Linked DNA regions of Sus scrofa: region 2 is linked to region 1. A link is a contact called in public HiChIP or PLAC-seq data. All regions are on one chromosome and are shown on one strand. Each heading gives the region's core, a stretch centred on a gene start, on an enhancer-like site or on the middle of the called end of the contact. The rest is flanking DNA. Distances are from core to core; before and after follow the strand shown.

What was found. HiChIP or PLAC-seq counts read pairs in DNA pulled down with a chosen protein or histone mark.
Region 2: a contact with region 1 is called in an H3K27ac HiChIP or PLAC-seq map of alveolar macrophages. The contact joins two enhancer-like sites. A contact is called at or near these places in 1 of 47 Hi-C or Micro-C datasets (epiblast stem cells) and 1 of 2 datasets of contacts at active chromatin or transcription factors (alveolar macrophages).

The regions. Positions count from the first base shown.
Region 1 is chr13:92,428,769-92,436,326 of Sscrofa11.1, forward strand. The region is part of intron 1 of LOC106505712 (a long non-coding RNA gene); the gene reads right to left. Among named protein-coding and RNA genes, the nearest start is that of MBNL1, 59 kb to the right of the region's middle. Within about 2 kb of position 4,078, at least 13 of the 83 cell types and tissues checked have an H3K27ac peak or open chromatin away from gene starts, as enhancers often do. A contact at or near this core is called in alveolar macrophages, where this site is marked.
Region 2 is chr13:93,175,606-93,183,163 of Sscrofa11.1, forward strand. No RefSeq gene overlaps it. Among named protein-coding and RNA genes, the nearest start is that of RAP2B, 130 kb to the right of the region's middle. Within about 2 kb of position 2,781, at least 10 of the 83 cell types and tissues checked have an H3K27ac peak or open chromatin away from gene starts, as enhancers often do. A contact at or near this core is called in alveolar macrophages, where this site is marked.

The DNA of each region.
Region 1 (7,558 bases), core at 2,828-5,327:
GAGATTTGTCAACTGCACCAAGGTATAAAGTAAGACTGGCAAAAGGAAATATGCTTAAATCCCTGCTGTGATGGAATAATTTAGAATAAGAAATGTTATCCGTATACTCCGCATCTGATCCTGTTCTGTCTTCATATCCGCTCCACATTGAGCAGAAGCACCTCTGTGCCCATTAAAAGGACAAAAGCCATCTTTATAACTACAATGATGTGTAATTAAGGAGCAGTTATTTCAGTTATCAACATACAGTAACCCAACTGGCCATAGTTAAAAAAAATGTATAAATTCCAAAGACATTCAAAACATCTGGCTTTGGATGCTTCTCCCTTCCCATAATTGATGTGTTAGCTGTTCATGAGTGAAAGTATATACAGCACATCTTAGTGACATCTGTTTCAAGTTAGGGTTAATTGATTTCCATTTGGGTGGGTCTCTCTTTTTTTTCCCAAAAAATATATTAGAAGATACAGATCAAGGAAAAAAAGGATGTTTGCAAATAATATTTTTAACTTCTTTGCATGTATTAAAAGAGAAATTAAAATTAATAAGAAACTTTCCAGAATTTTTTTTATTATACTGTTAACCAATTGCGATTATTGTCTCAAATCATAACTGAGACTTATTGAGTGATTAGTATGTTCTAGTCACTCCATTAAGTAATTTACACTCATTATCTTTATTAATCACAACAACAACAACCCTATAGGGTCAGCCTTTTCATAAACATGATTTTTGAATGTGAAAATAACTTACCTAAGGGCACAACTCTAGCCAAAAGAATAGCCAAGACTCTCACATAAGTGCTTAATACCAAAACTTTCATTGTACAAATGTACTAAAGGATTATAAAATGCCATAGTGACCAAGTTGTCATGTGGCATTGATAGCGGTATGTGCAGGGTCTTGTACAAAGTACTCACAGAATTAAGGAAATCTGCCATAACTGGCCATTGCACAGTCCAAGGGACATCTCACAACATTGAAAAATTATTGTGACTGAATTTTTACTCCAATAGTGTATGTGACTTTTCACATGTCTCTAAATCCTTCTGAACCTGGGTGTCCTAAGGTAAGCTGGTAATACCTGGCTGATATATCTGGTAGTATTGTTTCAAAGGTCCAAGGAGTTAATATGCACTGAAATGTTTTGCATACTCTAAAGAATAATTTTGCAAAGTGTTAAGACAAAATTTTGCTTTCCAGAAATGGTAACAGATGTTCTGAGTGGAAATGGTTCCCAGGCAAATTAGTTTGGGAAATTCCACATACTGCTGCAAATATCCCCCATGTAGAGGACATGTATTACCTTATGTAGAATCTCTGCCATTCTTTTTTGGTAATGGGACCTAAGCTGTTGGGGTATTGCTTCCTCTTCCCACTCCATACGGCGCTAATAGAGCTGCCACTCACCCAGGGATGACACCAGGGCACACGACCTTCTGCTCTTGAAACATTTAAGTCTTTGCAAGAATTGTGGCATAGCAAGATCTGAGGATATGAACCCAGTGCTGCTGGTGGCCATGCCCTGTCTCTTGGTAGAATCAACCTGCAGTGCAGACAACACCATCTAACTCCTTTTTAAGGTCTTTGATTTGGAATCCTGTTTAATATACTGTTCATAGTGATTCACTATGAGAAATGACAGAAAATACTAGCAGATTTCAATGAAGCATGGTTTGAAAAATCAAGCATATGAAGTGGATTTTTCTGTTTTTATTACTTTAAGTCATAGTCACCAAAGAGCCACAAAAAATGCCACTTGTATACCAATAAATTGTGCTACTAAATAAGAGAATTACAGGCCTGAAATTACTTCCAGTGATGTTGAATAAAGAAGTTGACAAGGTACTGTAGAATATTCCTTTTAATTTTGATATTCTGAGGATTTTTTTCCTCAAAATTCACTCCAGCCAAGAGTTCTTTTGTTGATTCTCATGGCAGTATTCTTAGCAGATCATTGCTATGTGACTACCAACTGAGTTTTCTGTATAATCAGGGCCTAATAAAGTGGTCAGAATTGTGTCAAGTCCCCTAAAAACCTATGTCTTGTTGATTAATTTTTCACCCATCACATCATGATGATTTTGTTTCCTCCATATTATAATGGATCAAAATATTTTATATTTGCTTTATAATAATTATTAGGCAAAAAGAGAGAGAGAGGAAATTTTCAATCTGTAAATGATGCTCTAAAGGCAAGACCATAGCAGCTTAACTCTGTGACTCTATAATCTTAAATGTCAAAATACTTTCAAAAACATAGTTATTTGAAATTATGGATTATTAGCCTAAGCCTAACTTGGTCTTCACCTAGTATCCTAAGTATCAAATTATAGAGCTTAATTGGCTGAGTCTGCACATTCAATAAAAAATCCTGAATTAAATGGCATCTTCTGAGATAAAATCATAGCCCCACTCTCAGTTGAAGCCATAAGTCTCCAGAAACAGTGGCATGTCCATTAGCATACTTTCAATGAGTAGCAGAGGATGCTACTTAAAGTGGCTTAAAACATGAGACGATTTATTAACTCACAAAAATTTTACAACTGACCCAGTATCTGTCCATCTTTTTTTTTTCCCCCTAATTCCTTATCTTTGCCCTTAGGCTTATCTCATTCAAATAACTGCAGGTTGGCTGCAATAGCTGCAAATATGGTATCCTCACCCAAAAAAAGACTACAAAAGGCCATATATTTTCCTTGTGTCTCTTATTAATAAAAATATCAATTTTCCTAGTTGCTTCCAGCAGGACTTCCCTTGGCTCAAATTGCATCATATGACCATTTCCATTTCTATTACTAGAAAAATGAATAGTTGTCTTAAACTCAGCAATAGTTATCTCTCTATGGTGGAGAGAATGGCCTCTTGATATTTCAAAAAAAATCATGCTTCTGCATGAGCATGAAAGGGTTGAGGAGAGGGACAGCCATGTTTATCACAAGTCCTTTGAAAATAAAATTTTCTAATAGGCCACTTAAAAAAAGAAAAGAATAATTAGGAAGAAAATGTAAATTTAAAATAATCTGAGGAAAATTAAAAGAAAGTAGATATTAATTTTTAAATTGACAAAAAATAAATAATAGCTCATTTTATGTTGTGATCAGAAATTATGTTGAGGGAAACTAGTGGAAAGAACTAAAAATAAAAAAATAAATAAAAAGGAAAAACTTACTTAAAAAAAAAACCTTTCTATAGCTAACTAAATTAGAGGAAAGAGATCTAGATAAATTCTTACAATTTTGTTAACGTTCTTTTATCCTGCCCTATGAAATGGGTCTCCAGTTGGCATCTAGACAATATGCTTAGTTAGATTCACAGATTAAAGTTTTCTACTATAATTAATTTGACTATAAGTAGATTTTTAAAATATGTGTGTATATATACTCTTTTTACGAACTGATACTGATTCTGTAGGACAGAGGCAGAGTCCAATCTAGACTGCTTTTGTTTATTAAAAAAACACATTCTTTTTTTTTTTTTTTTTGATCTTTTGTCTTTTCAGGGCCGTACCCACAGTATATGGAGGCTCCCAGGCTAGGGGTCTAATCAGAGCTGTTGCTGCTGGCCTACACCACAGCACAGCAATGCGGGATCCAAGCCACGTCTGTGACTTATGCCACAGCTCACAGCAACACCAGATCCTTAACCCACTGAGTGAGGCCAGGGATTGAACCCGAAACCTTACGGTTCCCAATCAGATTTGTTTCTGCTGCACCACGGCAGAACTCCAAAGAAAAAACATACTTTACATGATGTCTTTTATATACACCTGTGAAATATTTATCTCTCTGTAAATGAATGTGTTGGCACTCTGCCCCACAGAATTTAACAAATTTGAAATGTAAGTGTAGAAATGAATCCTTCCTAATCCCTTTCATTAAATCATATGTTTCTGTCATCTGACAGGGGCTCTAATGATAGCGGCTCTAATGATATGTCCCATCCTCATTCTAAAGCCTGTATATGGGGGCAGAAGTTAAAAATGAGTGCCTCCTTCCAGACGTTAGAGCACAAGCCATGCACTTCAGAGAGTACCTCACCCCAAGGATGAGGATGTGGTTTACTGTGAGCAGAGACATCAAAGCAGGCCCTGTGCTGTTTGCTGTCTTCTGAAACACTGCCTCCCTCTGCCACTTGAGCTAGATAGTCTTGCCTTCGGGACAGAAAACACTCTGCTTTCCAGAGCTCCCTTTACCATTTCACATGGGCACATTCTTATGTGTCCTTACAACTGCTGGACCTGGTATAAATTTCCTATTGCTTCAGACTATCTTTCCAAGGCTTGATGGTCATCTCTGTGTCAGGACTAAGGAGATATAGATATCTATGGTATAATTTAAAAGATGGATGATCCACGTGCTCTTTCATTATTCATTTAATAAGTATTTATTACCTGCCAGGAACCATGGATAAAGACACCAAGAATATCCCTATACTGAAAAAGTGGTGCCCATACTCAAGGTTTCAGCTAGAGAGAAAGAGAATGGTAAAAATTATAAGTTTAGGGAGATTAAGTGCCAGGAAAGACATACAATGTATAGGTAGGCTACCAAGGAGGAATTCTTCCTGAGGGATTCAGAAAAAAATGCAGAGGGATGATACTTTGCTCATAAGTAATATAGATTCACTATATTACACAATTACAAAACATATGCACTCTCTCAGCAAGTGAATAACTCTATGTCCATAAATAATCACCAAGTAGACCTAATACTTTTTTACCCAGTCCCGCTCAGTTGCATAGGTTTAAATTTCATCTTCTCTCAAAACAATATTTGTAGTTACTAATTTTACAATACGTTCTTAGCTCCTCTGAAATGATAAAATATGGCAATTGTTAATATTTCAACTGTCATTTGTTTAACAGAGAGAAACAAGAACCTAAGCTTGAGCTCAGAACGTGCATGTGATTGCCCCCTGGGATCCTTAAAAGCGTTACATGAAATAAACTTGCAATCTGTACGCTGTGTCAAGAGGCAATGAATTGAAAGGTATGTTGTTTAAGTCCAATTTCCTCTGCAGGATCTTTTTTGACTCAGTGTGGCAGGTAACTGTAAAAAGTCCTCATAAGCTTAGATAGTTTAAGTTGTCAACTGCATGAAAAAGGCCATAATCCATGGATCATTGACCAGACAGATAGTGAGAGGTGGTCTGTCATATCAGAGCTTAGTAATAATGTTGATTGTAGCATGGTGAACTGGAGGGTGAGCTAAAAATCCTTCTGTATTCTCAAAGGGGCTTCTCAACTGGAAAGAGCAATTCAGTCAATGACTCAATATTTATTCCAGGTTCTCACAAATACTTTCTAGCACTGTACGTGTCTGGACAAAGAACTAAACTAGTTCTTTCAGGCCCCCCAAATCACATGGCTTCAGCTCTGGAATGTCTAGTCGCATTCACTGCCAGTCACAAATAATGTGAAAAATGAAGGTCCTTGCTGCTTCTGCTTTTTCTGCAAACTTCCGTAAACTCATCAGCAGGAGCCTAAATGGCATGTGTTTTTCCACATCAGCGTCTTTCATTCGTGCTTGTGATAGGTGGGAGGGACAAACAATTCACATAATGCAAAGAGATGAATGATCTCACAAACTATGCCTGGAACTTTGACTTACTTATCTCCTAGAATAGGTTATTTTTTTAATTACTCAATGAATTTTATTACATTTATAGTTGTACAATGACCATCACAACCCATTTTATAGCATTTCCCTCCCAAACCTCAGTGCATCCCCCGACCCCCCAACCTGTCTCATTTGGAAACCATAAGTTTTTCAAAGTCTGTGAGTCAGTATCTGTTCTGCAAAGAAGTTCATTGTGTCCTTTTTTTAGATAGGTTCTAATAGTAATAACCATGAAAGAATATGTTGCAACTAATAGGGTCCTAGGAGGATTTAAATTGTGACCAAGTCAATATGGAGTTCAAGTTAGTATTTAAGGATTAGTACATTGGAGGATTAAGAACTTCTCTTAAAGGAGAATATTACCCATTTCCTAGCCACCCATCACATAACCAAGAGTCATATGATGTTCCTGGAATAAGGTTGACTCCAAAAGAAAAAAATACCCTGCAAAACTTCTCTAATTAGATCACTTTAATCCTTAAACCACTCATTCACCCAGAACATTTGTACTCATTCAAGATTGGCCAAATAATTTGGAGGGAGTGGGGCTAGGTAGAAAATGAAAATGTGAGGTCCCTTTTTCAAAAAGTATTGATAAATGGAGGGTGGTGATGCCAGAGAATTAAAACAACGGTTGGTCCTTCTCAGTTCCACACTCAGGAAGTTGGTCTTGTATTCACTACCCATGGGGCATTATGAACAATGTGGAGGACAAAAATAAAAATAAGAAATAATTCTTGCCTTCAAGGAGCTTAACAATCTAGTAGGGGAGATAAGACTTGTCCAAAATCCACACGCCAAGGATGAATAATTACATTAAAAATGTTCACTGCTCAGGTTAGAGGAAGGAATGGAAGAGCACATCTGCTTTTGCTCCAGGAAAAGAGTGTCCATTCCATGTAGGTGAAATTCCCTCTCATGTTAATCAATGGTCACGCTTGTCTTCTTCAGAAAGTTCTTCAATGCATATGAAAATGCGATTTCTCTTGACTGCATTGATTTCCACTTAATCTTTGCTTAGGAAATCCTGCCTATACTTTGGATCTCACAGTTTTTGTAGCTGAGAGATAGATCGCCAGATTTAAATTGGATCTCCCTGTTTTGCTCTCACAGCTCTACAGATCTTTCCTTCTAAGAGTTTTTCATAAATTTTTAGTTTTCTATTTAATTTGGTGATTATGTTTTTGTTTGGCCACACCCACAGCATATGGCAGTTCCTGGGCCAGGGATCGAACCCTCACCAGAGCAGTGACCCAGGCCACTGCAGTGACAACACCAGAACCTGCTGTGCTACAAGAGAACTCCAGTGATTTGGGTTTTATTTAATGTAAGCTCTATAAGTTCAGGGACCATTCTTCAGTTGTTTGCTGCCTTCTCTCCATTTCCTAGCTTAGGGCCAGGGACATGGCCCTAAGCTAGGAAATCACATGACTTAGCAGATAATTGTTAAGTAAATACCTATTAAATATAAATTCTGGCAGAAGTGAATATAGGGGATAAGAGGCTGAGAGGGAGACAATGTAAATAAAAAGGTTGAACAAAACTGCAAGTTACAATTGGAAATAATGAAGTGGGATTTGATTTATGGTAGGATATAGAAGGAATCAAAGTGCTTGAAGAGATGGTTGGGGTCACACTTTAAATATATTTGAGACCCTAACTGAGGAGTTTGTACGTAAGAGTAGATAATGAGGAATGGCTAAAAATTGTTGGAGTTTTTTGTAACCCACTCACTCTGTTTTAAAGCAGAATATAAAAAAATACAAAATAGAGTAGAATTTTAAACAAAAGTGTCCCTAAGGAAGTGAAGGGTTTTTTGGAACAGGTGATGATCTAAAGAGCAGATTTAAAGAAAGTTAAGGCATGAATTTTAATAGAGGAAAAGGACGTGGGGAGAATACACAGAAACAAATATGAAGGCAAGAAAAAAACACTTA
Region 2 (7,558 bases), core at 1,531-4,030, 750 kb after region 1:
TTTTTCTAAGAATTAAGTCATTTAATACTGTTAATTTTACAGCACAAAATAAAACAAGCTATGATCCCCAAAAATAATTTTAAAAGCTTGCACAGAAATTATTATTGCCTGAAGTTTATGATCTTTAAGTTACAGGTCAAGAGAGTTTTGTGTTGTTGTCATTTTAAAACATACAGTGAAGACTGTGGAGAAGCAAGTCCACTGTTCCTCCTGCAGAGATCACTGCCCTGTCTCAGAGAACTGTCCTTTCACTCAGTTAGAAGGCATGCCCAGGTCAGGGACCTGACAGCAGTTAAAGGGACGCAGGCCTCTGGTCCCAGAGACTGGAAGCTGAGGGACAGCTCAGTGGTGTCTTAGGTGAGGTGGATTCACTCATTTTTAAGAGGTTAATGAACATAATATCATTGAAGGATTACATTATAAACACCTGGCATAAAAACACATCATCCCTTTACAAAAATAAAATGTTCATGTTCCTCTGTGCAAACACTACAAGAGCCATGGCAGCGGCCCCAGCCTGCCTGGCCTGCACACAGCTGGGGAAGAAGTCAACACAGTGCCAGCCACCTGGACTCCAGGACAGAGCACTGGAAGTGTCCTGTCTGGGTGACAAGTTGTCAAGTGACAGAATTTTTGGAAGTTTTTAAAAAATTCATAAAATAATCAAGAATACTGAATTGGTTCAAAATTTAGAAGAGCATTATAAATATTATATCTAAGGATATAACTAAATGCTTACCATGATTATGTGTTTCATTTGATCTAGCAAATATTTACTAAGCACCTTCTCTATATTATTCTTTATTATATTAGATGTTAGAGATACAGTGAGTAATACAACAGATATGATTCTTGCCTGTGTGAAGTTTCCAGTTAAATGAAATACGGTTCATTTACATGTATTATATTTATACCCACTTTTTTCTAATAAGTCTATAAAATTTTATGGAATTGAATTATCCCCCAAATAAGCATAATGATCAAAAGAAATAGGGGGGTTATGTACTCAGGATGAGATATTGTGCCAGTCATAAGAAAAATAGCATTAATTCTATTCCAACAACTCTTTTACACCTCTGTTAAAGAGGAAGCTTTAGAAATATGGCACATAAATCTCAAGAGTTCCCCAAAGTTAGTCACAAAAGTTTCCCAATAGAAATTGATTGCTAAGACTGTTCTCAAAGTCCTCAAATCCAAACACAAGGAATGGCTAGACAGTAGACGCATGTCGCTGCCTGATTTGTAAGACTGAAAATTATATATATATAGATAAGATATATCTATTATACATCATATATACAGAACAAAATTACATGGTATCTAAATGTGAAGAGACTAGTGAAGAAAAAACATGAATAGAGAATGAAAAATAAGTACTTTAAGGAAATGATTGCATTTTCTTCAATAGTTTTTATACTGCATAGTATACCAGTTCTGTTTCCAACGGATTCTCACTTTCTCAATTATATAATTACAATGGCCAATTCCTTTATACACAGTCTTGATTACTTCTTGGGAAATCATATTTTTGTTTTATAGTCACAGTGGCTCAGGTTTCAAAGAGAAGCCTTTTAGGTTAGTTGTTCTAAATTCACACCGTACGCAACTGACATTAAAAATGGGTTAAGATACATTCTTCTTTGTTCCAGGCACTGGAATAGAGGCTGCGAACATAGACCTAAAAAGAATATGGTCCCTACCTTTGAAAGAATCATGGCCAAATGAGGAGGAAGGCATGCCTAGATCCACATAACAAAAGCAATAAAACGTCAAAAAATGCATATAATGCAGCATCAGGGAGACGGGATGATGTGCTTATTCTCTGAGAAAACATGCAAGTCTTGGCATTTAAGCTGAGGGATGAAGAATAAAGAAGAGTCTGTCAAATGGATAAGGAGGTGGAGGAACAACTAGAGAAAGGTCATCACATGGTAGCTTAGTTTAGCAAAAGAGACAGACACGGAGAAAGCTATTTGGAAAATCTGTGTTTGAGTTGGAGGTGAAGCAGCCTGTCAACTGGTAGGCTTTTCTATAAGATGACTGGCCAGCAAGCCACCTACTTTATTTTCAGACCTCTGACTGTCATTATTGGTAAGCTCTTCACCTGAGCACATGTAACTGCCCTCAGGGAGGAATATTCCAATCTCATGCATAGTAGAGGTAAGGCTGGTATATGGTTGGATGTCAAATTATATGATCCAAGCAGGAGAAGGGAGTCCTCATTATTTGGACTTATTATTACCCACTTTATGCATGGTAGCTATCCCTATGTTTTCCCCCTTTTCCCAAGTCTTTTCAGGTTTATAGTGGATATGGCTTACTTCTCCTTGATTTTTCTGCTTTACTCTATCACAAACTTAGGTTTCACTTTCCATGGACTTCTGTATCAGTTAACTATGTTTGTATTGCATTTTTAGATTCAAAAGGTATGGGTCTTTCTCATCTACTGCCATATATACTCAGATTTATGCATTTTTAAATCCTTGTGATTTTTGAGTCTTAAGAAATAAATGAAAATGAACATTTATCTCAAGTCTGCCATTTGTATTTGGAAGGTCTGGTTCCATTTCTAAATGCTAAGAAACTGCTTTGCTCAGAATCAAAAGTTGCCTCACCAGACTTTAGCGTAAATATTTGTTTGTTATGAAACTGCATTTTTTAAACTTTTGTTTTTTAAATTTGCATTTTTTAAACTTATATTTGCCAGTCCCTAGGCTTTAGAAATAGTTCCCACTGTCACAGATCACTGTCATCGCTTCGGCGCTCTGACTCAGCCACAGATTCCCTCAGTTCCTAGAATTTAATTTATTTAGGCAAAAGGACATGCGCTTGTGAGGTGACAGCATGACATTTTCCCTTTGCCTCTCCCCTTCAATTTTCAACTAGCAAAATATCTGTAATTCAACCAAGGCTTCTCTGCCCAACACATCTGGATCCCAGAGAGATTCACACATCTACACAGCTGAAGGTGGGTAGCCTGGAGAACACAGAGGAGGTGGGGGAATGGTAAAAGCGGTACCCATGATCCAGGCCCTGTGGTAGCTGAAGCCTGCAGCTCCAGAGAACCTGTAGCAGCAGAGAGGAGGGTCCACACAACTCCAGCTTCCCAGCTATAGTGGCAACAGTGGCCACAGGGAACTGGGTAGCAGCACAGCAGCAGAATGTATGATTCCTGTCCCTCCAGCCACAGTAGCATCCTTGACTCTGCCCCTTCCCAATCCACAGCAGGCATATCTAAAACCAACAACCCCAGATGCAACAGAGGCACACCACCCTGGTGCCCCTGGTGGCAATGCAGCAAGTGACCAGCAAGCTACCAGCAGCAAGCCACCAGCAACCTGAGAGACACAAGCAGCAACAATGAAGGTATCAGCGACACCCATGGCAGAGGCGGTAGAGGGTGGAAAGTGCAGATCCTCAAATATAGCCAAAGGCAGTGCAGGTAAAAGAAACCAAAAACTTGTGCTATAGCGCCACCTACTGAAAAATAAAAGAAAGACAGCTAGTTACCAAATTGAATTGCTAGAATCAAAGTTTAAACATCTTTACTTAGGGGTTCTCTTGTGGCACATTGGGTCAAAGATCTGGCATTATCACTGCAGCAGCCTGGGTTGCTGCTGTGGTGAGAGTTTGATCCCTGGCCGGGGAACTTCCACATACCATAGGTGCAGCCAACAAAAAAAGAATCTTTACCTAAATAAGAAAGGTGTTAAAAAAATAAAGAAATTTTATGAAAACTTCATTAAGAAAGGCAATATATGGATAATGAGAATCCAAGAGAAGAAGAGAGAGAATGGAACAGAGTTTTTATTTAAAGAAATAATAGCTGAAAGTTTCTCAAATCTAGGGAAGAAACTGGATATACATGTTCACAAAGCTAAGAGTACACCCATTTACCCCAATACAAAAAAAACTTCTCTAAAACGCATTGTGTTAAATTTGTCAATGATAAATAAAGAATTTTAAAGGAAGCCAGGAGGAGAAAACGACAGCTACCTTCAAAGGAACCTCTATTAGTCTATCAGCAGATTTCTCATCAGAAGCTGTAGAGACCAGAAAGACTGGAATGACATACTCAAAATATTGAAAGATAGAAGCTATCAGCCAAGAATACTCTATCCAGCAAAGTTATCATTCAGATAAGAAGGAGAAATAAAGACTTTCCCAGATAAACAAAAGCTGAGGGGGTTTATCACCACTAGCCCTGCCTTACAAGAAATGTTGAAAGGAGCTCTTCTACCTCAAACAAAAGGCAAAAATATACAAAACCTATAGTAAGCTGATAAATAGAAAAAAAATCATAAAATTGCATCTATTTCAGAATAGATTGTTGAACAATTATAACATAAAGGCTAATAGAAACATAGTAGTAAAAATAATATAGCTACTTTAATTTGTTAACAAACACACAACATAAAAAGGGATAATTTGTACCCACCCCACACCAAAAAAAAAAAAGAAGAAGAAAAGGAAAAAACCCATGTAGGCCAAAGAAGAGAGGATACTATCAGCAGGAGGAGGACTGTTTTATCTATGAGATATTTTTTATAAACCTCATGGCAAATACAAAACAAATCTAACCAGAGACACTAAACATAAAAAAAAGTAATTGAGAAAAATATCACAGAAAACAACCAAACTAAAATGGCAGACTGAAGCATAAGGAAAAGGAAACCATAGAGATAAAGAGCAACCAGAAACAAAAGATAAAATAACAATATAAAGTCCTCACTTGTACATCACCCTTAATGTAAATCAAAAGACACAAATTGGCTGGCTGGATTAAAAAAATGAGACCCAAATATATGTTGCCTACAGGAGACCCATCTAGGCTCTAAAGACAAACATAGGGTCGAAGTGAAGGGATGGAATATGATAATTCAAGCTAATGGCAGCCAAAAAAAATGGGTGTAGCCATACTCATATCAGACAAAACAAACTTCAAGCTAAAAAGGTAATAAGAGAAAAATATGGACATGACATTATAATAAAGGTGAATATCCATCAAGAAGACATAGTTATTAACATATAAGCACCTAATATATGAGCACCAAAACAATTATTAATAGGCCTAAAGGGAGACATTGACAACAATACAACAATGGTAGGTGACTTTAACACCCCACTTATATCAATGGGTAGATCATCCAGATAGAAAGTCAACAAGGAAATAGTGGCCTTAAATGAAATATTATACTAGATGGACTTAATACATTTATACAGAATATTCCATCCAAATGCAGCAGAACACACATTCTTCTCAAGTACACATGGGATATTCTTAAGGACGGACCGTATGTTGGGACACAAAACAAGCCTCAATAAATTTAAGAAGACTGAAATCATATCAAGCATTTTTCAAATCACAATGGTCTGAAGTTAGAAATCAACTACAAGAAGAGAGCTGGAAAAAAATCACAAATATGTGGAGACTAAACAATATGCTACTGAATAACTACTGTGTCAATGAAGAAATCAAAGAATAAATTTAAAAATCCCTGAAGACAAATGAAAATAAAGATATAATACTCTAAATAAAATCTTCAGGATGCAGTAAAAGCATTACTAAGGGAATTTAATAGCAATTTTACAGGCCTACCTCAAGAAACAAGAAAAATCTCTCATAAACATCATCTAAGCTTTCACATAAAGAAACTAGAAAAAGAAGAACAAAGCTCAAAGTAAGTAAGAGAAAGGACATAATAAAGATCAGAGTGGAAATAAATAAAATAGGGACTAAAAAGGCAATGAAAACATCAATGAAACTAAGAGCTGGTTCAAACCTTTAGGTAGACTAAGAAAAAAAAGAGATAAGTCTCTGATAAATAAAATCAGAAATTAAAGAGGAAAAATTACAATGGATACTACCAAAATACAAAAGATTATAAAAGAATACTATGAACAGCTACACACCAACAAATTGAACAACCTGTAAGAAATGGATAAATTCTTAGAATCATGTAACCTTCCCAGACTGAATTAGAAAGAAATAGAAAGTCTGAATAGATTGATTACTAAGCAGATTGAAACAGTAATGAAAAACCTCTCCAAAAGTCCAGGACCAGATGCCTTCACAGATGAGTTCTACCAAACATTTAAAGAAGACTAAATACCTATCCTTCTCAAATTCTTCTAAAAAACTAAAGTGGAGGGAGCACTTCCTAACTCATTTTATGAGGCATATATGTGCCTAATACCAATATCAGACAAGGACAACATAGACAAAAATTATAGGCCAATATCACTGATGAACATAGATGTAAAAATCCTCAGCAAAAGATTAGCAAGCCAAATTCAAATACATTAAAAGGAACATATACTGGGATCAAATGGGATTTATCCCAAGGATGCAAGGATGGTTCAACATTCACAAATCACACAATATGATAAACACATTAACAAAATGAAAGTTAAAAAAAATCATATGATCTTATTAGATGCACAAAATGCATTTGATAAGATTCAACATACATTTATGATTTAAAAACTTTTAATGAAATGTATATAAAAGAAATGTACCTCAATGTGATTAGGCTACAAATGACATGTCCATTGCTAACACCATATTCAATGGTGAAAAACTGAAAGCTATACCTCTAAGGTCAAGAACAATGCAAGGATGCCCACTCTTGCCAATTCTTATTCAACATAGTTTTGGAAGTCCTATAAAAAGTAATTAGGCATGAAAAAGAAATAAAAAACATCCAAACTGGAAAGGAAGAAATGAAGCAGTAATGATCTGCAGATGACATGATTTTATATATAGAAAATTCTAAAGACAAAAAAAAAAAAAGAACTATTAGAAATAATAAACAGAGACAGTAAAATTGCAGGGTACAAACTCAATATACAAAAACCTGTTGCATTTCTGTACACTAGCAACAAACTAGAAGAAAGAGAAATTAAGAAAAGAATCTCATTTGCAATTGCAACAAAAAGAATAAAATACCTAGGAATTTAACCAAGGAGGTGAAAAACCTGTGCAGTGAAAACTATAAGGTATTGATGAAAGAAATTGAAGAAAACACACACAAAAAACAGAAAGATACTCCATTCTCATAGGTTGGAAGAATTAATACTTTTTAAATGACCATACTTGCCAAGGCAATCTATAGATTCAGTGCAATACATATTAAAATCCAAAGGACATTATTTCATAGGAATAGAGCAAAAAATCTAAAATGTGTATGGAAACAAAAAAGACCCTGAATATCCAAATCAATTCTGAGGTAAAAAGAAGAAAGTTGCAGGAATCATACTTCCTGATTTCAAATTATACTACAAAGCTAATGTAATCAAAAAAAAAAAAAAAAAAAAAGCATTATAGGAGTTCCCACCATGGTGCAGCAGAAATGAATCCGACTAGTATCCATGAGGTTGAATCCATGTGGGTTCAATCCCTGGCCTTGCTCAGTGGGTCAGGGATCTAACATTGTCATGAGCTGTGATCTAGGTCACAGATGTGGATTGGATCCCGCATTGCTGTGGCTGTGGCAATTTGACCCCTGGCCTGGGAACTTCCATATGCCTCAGGTGTGGCCCTAAAAAGCAAACAAAC